3 separate regions of the Mus musculus genome follow, and all the other regions are linked to region 2. Evidence: chromatin contacts called from public HiCAR-type and HiChIP or PLAC-seq data. All regions are on one chromosome and are shown on one strand. Each heading gives the region's core, a stretch centred on a gene start, on an enhancer-like site or on the middle of the called end of the contact. The rest is flanking DNA. Distances are from core to core; before and after follow the strand shown. Region 1 holds the start of Zfp945 (zinc finger protein 945). Region 2 holds the start of Zfp758 (zinc finger protein 758). Region 3 has its middle 85 kb from the start of Zfp947.

Region 1 (2,700 bases), core at 148-2,647, 510 kb before region 2:
CTTCCTTCCTTCCTTCCTTCCTTCCTTCCTTCTTTCCTTCCTTCCTTCCTTTCCTTAAAGGACAAAAATTCCGTATGAAAATTCAGTGATAATGCAGAAAGATGAGGCTGTCAAATATGCAGAAAATAAGCAATGTATATGGGCACAATCATAAACAAGTCAGTTACATCATGCCATCTATAGCTCTGGGAATATTAAGGAAGAGGAAGGAGAAAGAAGTAAGGAGAAAAGATGAGATGGCCATAACATGTCATTCTCCAGATTCCATACAACTATTGTAGTCAGTGACTCAGAGCACCTGTATTTACCTGCACTGACCTCACTCAAGACTAACCCTAGCTACAATCAGTCTCCAAAGAGGAGAGGGTCACAGGACCCCACCCTGACTGTGGCAATAAGTCAGTTTTAGGAGAAGGGGAAATCACTGTGCTTAGTTGTGTCTCATCTGCTGAGACCAGCAGGTTCCAAAACATAGTTCCAAAACCAGTGTCTCACAGATGATCCTGATTAATCATGATGGGTCACAAAACAAAATGAATCGAAATGAATATGAGAAAGAGAGAGAGAGAGAGAGTGAGAGAGAGAGAGAGAGAGAAGGAGATTAGTTGGAAGTATGGGCCAGAATTGTAGGGAGTGGGGAATTACAGTGTGCACTACTTATTAAATTCAGTTTGCATATTCTATATTGTCACTACTTCCTTCAGGCATTTGCTATTGTTTTGTTGCCCACAACCATTTTGTTCCTATTTTGAGTTTATTAACATACTTTACAAACTTTGACCTTCTTGAACATGACTCTGGTTTTCAGTTCTGTATATTGGATATTTAAGCTCCTTTCCTTAGGGGATACAGATATGATTAGTGTTTAGAGGCAACAACGTTCAATTTTTGTTTTATTTTGTTTTGGGAAAAGGATCTGAGTGAGCATCAGAATTTACTCCTCTGTGTGTGTGTGTGTGTGTGTGTGTGTGTGTGTGCTGGTATTCCAAGGAGGGGAAGTTAGAATAACATATCTGATGGGATCAGAACCCATGTTGGAGGTCAGATACTGGGTGCATCATCCTATTTGATCCAATTCTGGTCAAGCCTGGCAACAAGTATAGGGGATGATGAGAGCAAAGAGCAAGTCCAGGTCTGGCAGCTGGAGCTGTGTGGCAGGCTGCCCAAAACTGAGTGGGAGGAGCTGTTCCTGATGGGTGGACACCCCTGTCTGAGCAGATGATTTAGGGGGGTGGGGGTGGGGCAAAACAAAACCAGCTGGGAAGTAAAGTAAATTAAAGTAAAACAGGCCTATAGTAAGCGGGTTTAAAGGAATCGCATAACCGGAAGTGGGCTATGTTGGGCGGGTACAGGAGGAGCTTCTCTAAGAAAACAAGCGTGAGTGACAGGAAATTCCACCTTTCCCTGAAGAACTCAGGGAGCCGCACGGTCTGGAAGTGGGGTTGGAAGAACCCGGCCGTGTATTAGGGTACCCGAAAACTTCCTTAAGACTCAGGTGCCTCTGGGAGCATTTTGGAAGCGTCAGCAGCCCGGCAGCGGGAACCTCCCAGGTCAGAGGGGCTGGGGGGCTGGGAAAAGGGTGGGAGCGGAGAAGCAGGGGTGTGTTTTCCTCCGCGGCTCTTAAGGACGCCGCTTTCATAATTCTGCCATGGTTATCTTAGCGTTGTCGGGAAGTTTGAGATCCTATGAACTGGGGGTTTATCGTGATGTTTTCGTTTATCTTATGGTTGCCAGAATATTTTCCGAAAATAATCTCGTAGAGCATTTGCAGAATCTGCAGTTCGCACGCAGAGCTCTCTTTGCTCCAGCAGTTACAAAGCTCCTCGAATTCAAATTCACTCATGCTTTCTTAACACCCCTGTTCCACCATTTCCTATTCAAGAGAGTGGCCATTGGCCCGGAGAATGGGCATCCTCGGAGAGTTTTGCAGATATTAGTCATCTGAAGAACCAGTTGAGATTTGATTGAGTCAGAAAATATACATGACTAAGCACCATAGTTAGAGCTGTGAACTTTAAATATTACTGGGCAAAGCTTTACTCCCCGTTTTGCTTTGGTTTTGGTTTTGGTTTCCATCTTAGATGTGCACACTCTGTGATGTAAATACTGCAGTCAGAAATGTGTCTTTATATGTTGAGTTACAACTGAAAACTGAGGACGTGACTGCTCTAAGGTATGGTTGAGGAGAAAATTTATTGTAAGTTATGTTAATCCTGAGATTTGCCTGAGACAAATCAGTACCACCATTTGGGCAAGTATTATTAAATATTAAATACTGACCAAGCTATGGACTTTGGCCTCATGCTACAGGAGTTTATAAAGACAAACCTGCATACATTCCCATGAGAGTTTGTTACTTTTCCAAGAACTACAACTCCCAGCATTTTAGGAAGTTATTTGGTTCTTGGGTAGGTAGTGCTTACATGTTAATTTTGGGCTTCACAGTATGAGAGAACAGAGGTATCTGGAAGGGTCCAAACTTAACCTGGCCGTGACTTGGGGGGTTGAAAGGGGGAGTTAGGGAATAGGAGGCTCCCAAGAGAGGAAACAGGTGCCAAGGAAACAGTTATCCAAAGATGTCCACTATGATATATTAATAGGCACCTCAGTTAGCCATTTTTCCTAAGCTCCTTTGATATCTAACAAGGCCAGACCAGCATGCATGCTGTGGAAGGGCAATGTCAAGCCACCTTATTGTTA
Region 2 (2,849 bases), core at 335-2,834:
CACTCACTGATAGGTGGATATTAGTCTAGAAGCTCAGAATACCCAAGATACAGTTCACAAACCACATGAAATTCAAGAATAAGGAAGACCTAAGTGTGGATACTTTAGTCCTTCTTTGAAAGGGGAACAAAATACTCATAGAAGGAGTTACAGAGATAAAGTGTGGAGCAGAGACTGAAGGTATGACCATCCAGAGACTGTCCCACCTGGGGATCCATCCCATATACAGTCATCAAACGTAGACACTATTGTGGATGCCATCAAGTGCTTGCTGACAGAAGCCTGTTAGAGCTGTCTCCTGAGAGGCTGTGCCAGTGCCTGACAAATATACAGGTAGATCCTCGAAGTCAACCCCTGGACTGAGCACAGGGTCCCCAATGGAGGAGCTACCGAAAGGACCCAAGGAGCTGAAAGAGCTTGCAGCCCCATAGGAGAAACAATATGAACTAACCAGTATCCCGAGAGCTCCCAGAGACTAAACCACCAACCAAAGAGAACATACACATGGTGAGACTCAAGGTTCCAGCTGCATATGTAGCAGAGGATGGCCTAGTTGGTCATCAATGGGAGATGAGGCCCTTGGTCCTATGAAGGTTCTATGCCCCTGTGTAGGGGAATGCCAGGGCCAGGAAGTGGGAGTGGGTGGGTTGGGGAGCAGGGGGTGAGGCGGTGTATTCGGAGGAGAAACCAGGAAAAGGGATAACATGTGAAATATACATAAAGAAAATATCTAGTAAAAATTAGGCAATTTAAAAAATAAATCAGCATATGAAGACGCATTTCTGAATGCTTTACTTACATCCTAAACTGCATACAACTCAGACGAATAATTCATGGGCAATAAAAAGTATGCTTAGTAAATAGTAATGTTTACAATCATAGCCGTAGCATAACACAAAGTATATTTTCTCGTTCAAAAAAGTGTGCACTGGTTCTTCATATGATTACTATATACACAAAGTTCTACATAGCAGGGTAAAACGTATCCTCTTGAATAAGCAATTAGTAAAACACAGGAGTTAGAAAATATGAATAAATTTACATTCCGTAAGCTTTGTGATTGACACAATAGCAAACAGCAGATAATACAACTGGTCTATCATTTTTAATGAGTTATTTTACGACTGAATATTCTGTTAACTGGAGGATAAATGAAAAAAAACCATGATAGACCAACTGTTCATAAGATCTCAACTTCCTGACAACTGTAAGAGATCCACATCAGAACTGTGAGAGCGGCGTCCATAAAAACAGCTGCGGAAGCCCCCCCCCCCCCCCCACCTCCCCGCTCCGCTCCCTCCCGTTTCCCAGCCCCGCAGCGCCTCTGACCTGGGACCTTCCAGGGCTGCGCTGCTGACTCTCCCAGGTCCGCAGCCACAAAACAGAGTCTGAGGAGCTTTCCGGTTTCCGAAGGAAACTGGGGCCGAAAAACCAGCGCTCAGTTCGAGTACACATGGATTACACAGGTAGCAAGGGGAGTGGTGGCTTTTCACGTCATTCTGGCCTGGACATTTGGAGCTGGCGACCTAGAAGAGAACGCAGCTGGACGGACTCTACCAACGTAATTAAGGAAGTGAAAGCGGCGGGCCTGAAGGCGTTAGCGCTGTCACGTGACCGGAACCGTGGTGTCCTGGGCGGGGCTAGGGGAGCCGCTCCAAAGATCGTGGCCAGAGACTGGGAACCGCGTCCCCTTAGGTACCTGTTGGAGCCAAGTTGTCTCTACTCCCACTGCGGGCGACTTACCCTGGCCTGGTTCTTTTCGAAGGCCGTAACTCTCCTCAGATGCGGTTTCCTGTGCTGACCTGGGAGAGTCAGCCATCAGCCGCGCAGCCGGGGGCACCGCAGCCCGGCGGCCCTGGAACCTTCCAGGTCAGAGGAGCTGCGGGGCTGGGAAATGGGCTGGAGCGGAGCAGGGGCTTGTTTTCTGCAGTTGCTCTTAAGGACGCCGCGCTCACAATTATGCTGTGGATTTTTATCATTGTCAGGAGGTTTGAGATCCTATGAACTGGGTGTATCGTGCTTTGTTTGTTTGTTTGTTTGTTTTCATTTATCTTATGGTTACCAGAATGATTTCCGAAAATAGTGTCGTAGAACATTTGCAGTACTGTAGTTTGCACACGGGGTTCTCTTTGTAACAGCAGTTACAAAGCTTCTCGAACTTAGATTTCTTAACTCCCTTGACCCATCATTTGCCTACTCAGGAGAGAGTGGCTTATGGCCTGGGAAATAGGCATCCTCAGAGGGCTTTGTAGGTAGAAGTAAAAAGAGGAACCAGGGCAGACTTGACTGACTCAGAAAGTAAGGGTCCAGACTTAACCAGGATGTGATTGGAAAGAGAGAGGTGGAGTTGGACAAAGGAAGAGAAGGGAAGAGAGAATAGGGGGCAAGAGAAGAAGCGGGAGCCAAGAAAGCACCTAGCCAAAGTTGTCTCCTTTGATACTGTTTGGTTTTGGATGCCAGGACAATGGACTGAGGTGCATATTTTAAATATCAAAGCAGACCTGACCTCAGGGTTCTACCAACCTGAGAGGCCCTGCCCTCAATCCTAACTTTTCAGCCCAGGGTCCTGGTTGCCCTTCCACTAGAGGTGCCTCCCTATATAATCCAAACGTTTTGGTCTCTATCTCTCTTCCTCCTCTTCTTCTTCCTCTTCCTCCTCTACTGTGGATGGGCCTGTTCTTGTGAACCAGTCCCCTAATGAATATAGGAGCCAATCACTGGGTGAGTACATGGGACTTTCAGGTTGGACATAGGAAGAGAGTAAACAAGAGAGAGTCGGGTCCTTTTGGAACCAAGACAGCATATGGGTAAGATGTAGCTGCTTGAGTGTCCCAGTATCATGGCAGATC
Region 3 (2,931 bases), core at 33-2,532, 280 kb after region 2:
CCAACAGTGCCACATAGTACCTCTGGGCAAGACCCTCTCTTAATCACCTTTCCCATCCCTTGTTACATTTTCATCCTATTCATCCCACTCATGTTTCATGTATGTTTTGAAGCAGGTTTTGTATTGGTAGCAAGGCTGTCATGTATCCATAATTACAACTGTGCTGGTATATGACAGTATGGATTTCCATAACCCTTCCTCCAGCTTTTACCACCTTTCACCCCCCCCCCCCCACACACACACATCATTCATTATACTCAGTAGTCTCTCAAATGACAATTTTTTGTTGCAAACTATGTTTGTATGATTTATTAGGCTTTCAAGCAGCACCAGGCTATGGTGTAAGTAGAATCATTTCAAGGCAATTCCAGTATATATATATAATCAGGGATAGGTTCTGTCTTGGGCCTGTGATCTTTCCAGTCATTACCTTTTGGCTGGTTTCTAATACCAGCTATGCATTTCCTTTGTGGCTGACCTCAGACCAAACCAGAAAGTCTTCTCTTACTTAAAAGTTGTCTTGGGACTGTTGTGCTGGTGAGCCTACTTTGCTGGACATGTTTGTTTTGCAGCACTAGCTAGCATTCAGTATCTGAGGACAATAGCTCATGAGTTGTTTGCCCAGTAGCTTACAAGGCCCTGTTAGCAATTTGAATTCTACACCACAATGAGTGGTCTGCTGATTTCTCAGCATATTCTCCAGCAATGTATAAAACCAAGTGATATTTTCTTGTAGTTTTATATAGCTTATTAAGAGTATTATCAGAATGGAGCTTTCTTGTGAAATGTTTATAGTTTTTGAATTGAATAATCATGTTTCCCAAATTATGTAATTTGGGAAAAACTGCATCCTTGTTTTCTCTTCTTCTTCTTCTTTTTTTTTTTTTTTTTTTTTTTTTTTTTTTTGGCATATGAAGAGCAATTTTATTGGCGGGGACATTCACAGACACATTTAAGCATCGTTTGCATACGCATTCATGAATACATACGTATATATGAACGGGGAGGGACTACAGGGATGGCGGTTCCATCTTCGCGGTCACATGCGACCCTCCTCTCTCCCAAAGGCGGCCTTTTCAAGGCCTTCTCCTTGCACCTTGGGGTGTCCGTCCGGCGGGGCGGGGTTGGTGGGGGTCGCAGAGACACCTTGACCACCGCATCCACATCTGTGTGCGTGCGTGCATGCGTTGGCGGCTGTGACCTCGCTCCGTGGCTGTGGGCGGTGGCAGTGACCTCACTCTGCGGCTGCGGTGAACGGTCACAGTTCTGCAGCGGGGAACACCGGCGGGCCTCAAGTCACGCGGCGGCGGCGGGGGGAACCGGGGACCCCGGAAACAGCTGCGGGCCGAGGAAGCCCCGTCTGTGCGCGGCAGAGCCTGTCATGGCAGCAGAGCCCGCCCGCTTCTCCCGTGCAGGGCCCGGGAAGGCTGCGTACGCGGCGGTAGAGGCACAAGGAGGCAGAGGGACCTCAGCAGGGCCATGTGCGGGCGGCGGAGGCCGGGTCCCCCCGCAGGGGAGACGGCGGCGAACCGGGAAAGTCCGCGGAGCTGTGAGCACATCCCTTGTTTTCTTTTTTGGTTCATGGAAAATGTTCTAAGTGTTACTTGCTCTTTGTAAGCACTCATACACTGTTATGAGTTAGTGTGAAGCTATTGCACGTCCTTTTCTTTCTTCTGAATACAGTGGAATGATGGAGACTGTGTTCAAATTATGTAACGATTAGTTAGAATGTTGACTATATCTTGATTATGCTGAGGTATATTCCTTCTGTTCTCATATTCTTCAGTGCTTTCATAGTGAACCCGTGTGACATTTTGCCCCAGACGTTTTATGGATGTGTTGACAGGGTGGTGTGTCTTCCCTCACTGGTTTACATATTTTGTGCTTTGAATTATTTGTGTTGTGGATCTTGAAACAGTCTTACATTGTTGGTATGAAATCAACTCGTTCCCTTTCTGTATCCATTAAAGAGAATCTGCTTGTTAATGTAAATCCTTGCAACTACTCTATAACTTTTTCCTTTGTAATTTGTTTTTGTTCATCTGTTTTTTTAAGTCAAGGTAAAGTCAGCTTTGTGTGATGACTGTCTTAACACCCTCTTTCTTTCATTATTCTGCATATTCTGGAATATCCCCTGTTTAAGATTATTACAGGGTTTCTAAAAGAATTGGAGATTTCATTGCTGAGTCTGTGTAGTCCGCAGACATTGTTAGTGGAGATACTGTGTCAGGACTTGCTCATTGCCTGACCTAGTTTTATGACATAAACGTTGATAGTCACTTTTTTTTCTAGAAAAATCGTCCTTTTCCGCTTTGATTCTCATTAATTTTGTATGACTTTCCACAGCATGCCATCCATCTACTATTTCCCATTGTCACACTAAACTACTTGGGCAGTGGCATAGAAAGAGACCATCCAAGTGGCTGTTAAATGTCTGGAGAAGTATTTGATATGAGAGAAACGTAGGGTCAATATAATACATAAAAAGAGTTACATATATGCTACTATCAACACAACTTTGTGTAGTAATACTATGTCAACATTCAGAATGAGTTCTTATTTTTAGACATATATAATTTGTATGCCTGTGTGTGAATGTATATATGTATAAGTATATATAAGAGGAGACCCATGTCACACATTTTTACTTTCATGTGGAATTACAAGGGTTATCATCATAGGGGAAATCTGTAGCAGCCAGGAACTGTTTCATTTTACAATGGCACTATCATAATGGGTATTATTGCACTGAAAATTATGTTTTCCCGTGGAGCCATGAAGATTAAATAACATATGGAATAAAATATACTCAGGCAAAAGATGATATAGAATGAGTTCTTTATAAATCTGTGTGTACTGTGGAAATGATTCACTTTATCTTCATGCATATCCTCTTATGAGTAGCAGCCCTCAGAGAGTTTCTGTCATACC

What was found. HiCAR-type assays count read pairs that join an accessible place to other places. HiChIP or PLAC-seq counts read pairs in DNA pulled down with a chosen protein or histone mark.
Region 1: an H3K27ac HiChIP or PLAC-seq map of the NIH/3T3 cell line shows a contact between it and region 2, with 6 times the contacts expected there. The contact joins the promoter of Zfp945 here to the promoter of Zfp758 in region 2. A contact is called at or near these places in 16 of 39 promoter capture datasets (the 3T3-L1 cell line, 3T3-L1-derived adipocytes, the C10 cell line and 10 more), 5 of 484 Hi-C or Micro-C datasets (CD8 T cells, Sertoli cells, cardiomyocytes and 2 more), 4 of 115 datasets of contacts at active chromatin or transcription factors (the NIH/3T3 cell line, astrocytes, embryonic stem cells and 1 more) and 2 of 9 other capture datasets (adipose tissue and macrophages).
Region 3: a contact with region 2 is called in a HiCAR-type map of fibro-adipogenic progenitors, with 4 times the contacts expected there. The contact joins the enhancer-like site here to the promoter of Zfp758 in region 2. A contact is called at or near these places in 5 of 115 datasets of contacts at active chromatin or transcription factors (bone marrow-derived macrophages, embryonic stem cells, fibro-adipogenic progenitors and 2 more) and 1 of 9 other capture datasets (embryonic stem cells).

Annotation. Positions count from the first base shown.
Region 1 is chr17:22,865,831-22,868,530 of GRCm38.p6, reverse strand. It overlaps Zfp945 (zinc finger protein 945), which reads left to right and starts at 1,397. Exons shown (of 5, transcript NM_001110254.1): 1 at 1,397-1,550.
Region 2 is chr17:22,360,188-22,363,036 of GRCm38.p6, reverse strand. Zfp758 (zinc finger protein 758) reads right to left here and starts at 1,584. Exons shown (of 3, transcript NM_001347330.1): 1 at 1,330-1,584. The coding sequence starts at 1,455. Zfp944 (zinc finger protein 944) reads left to right here and starts at 1,637. Exons shown (of 6, transcript NM_176962.4): 1 at 1,637-1,869.
Region 3 is chr17:22,079,627-22,082,557 of GRCm38.p6, reverse strand. No RefSeq gene overlaps it. Among named protein-coding and RNA genes, the nearest start is that of Zfp947, 85 kb to the left of the region's middle. Within about 2 kb of position 1,282, at least 148 of the 459 cell types and tissues checked have an H3K27ac peak or open chromatin away from gene starts, as enhancers often do. A contact at or near this core is called in embryonic stem cells and fibro-adipogenic progenitors, where this site is marked.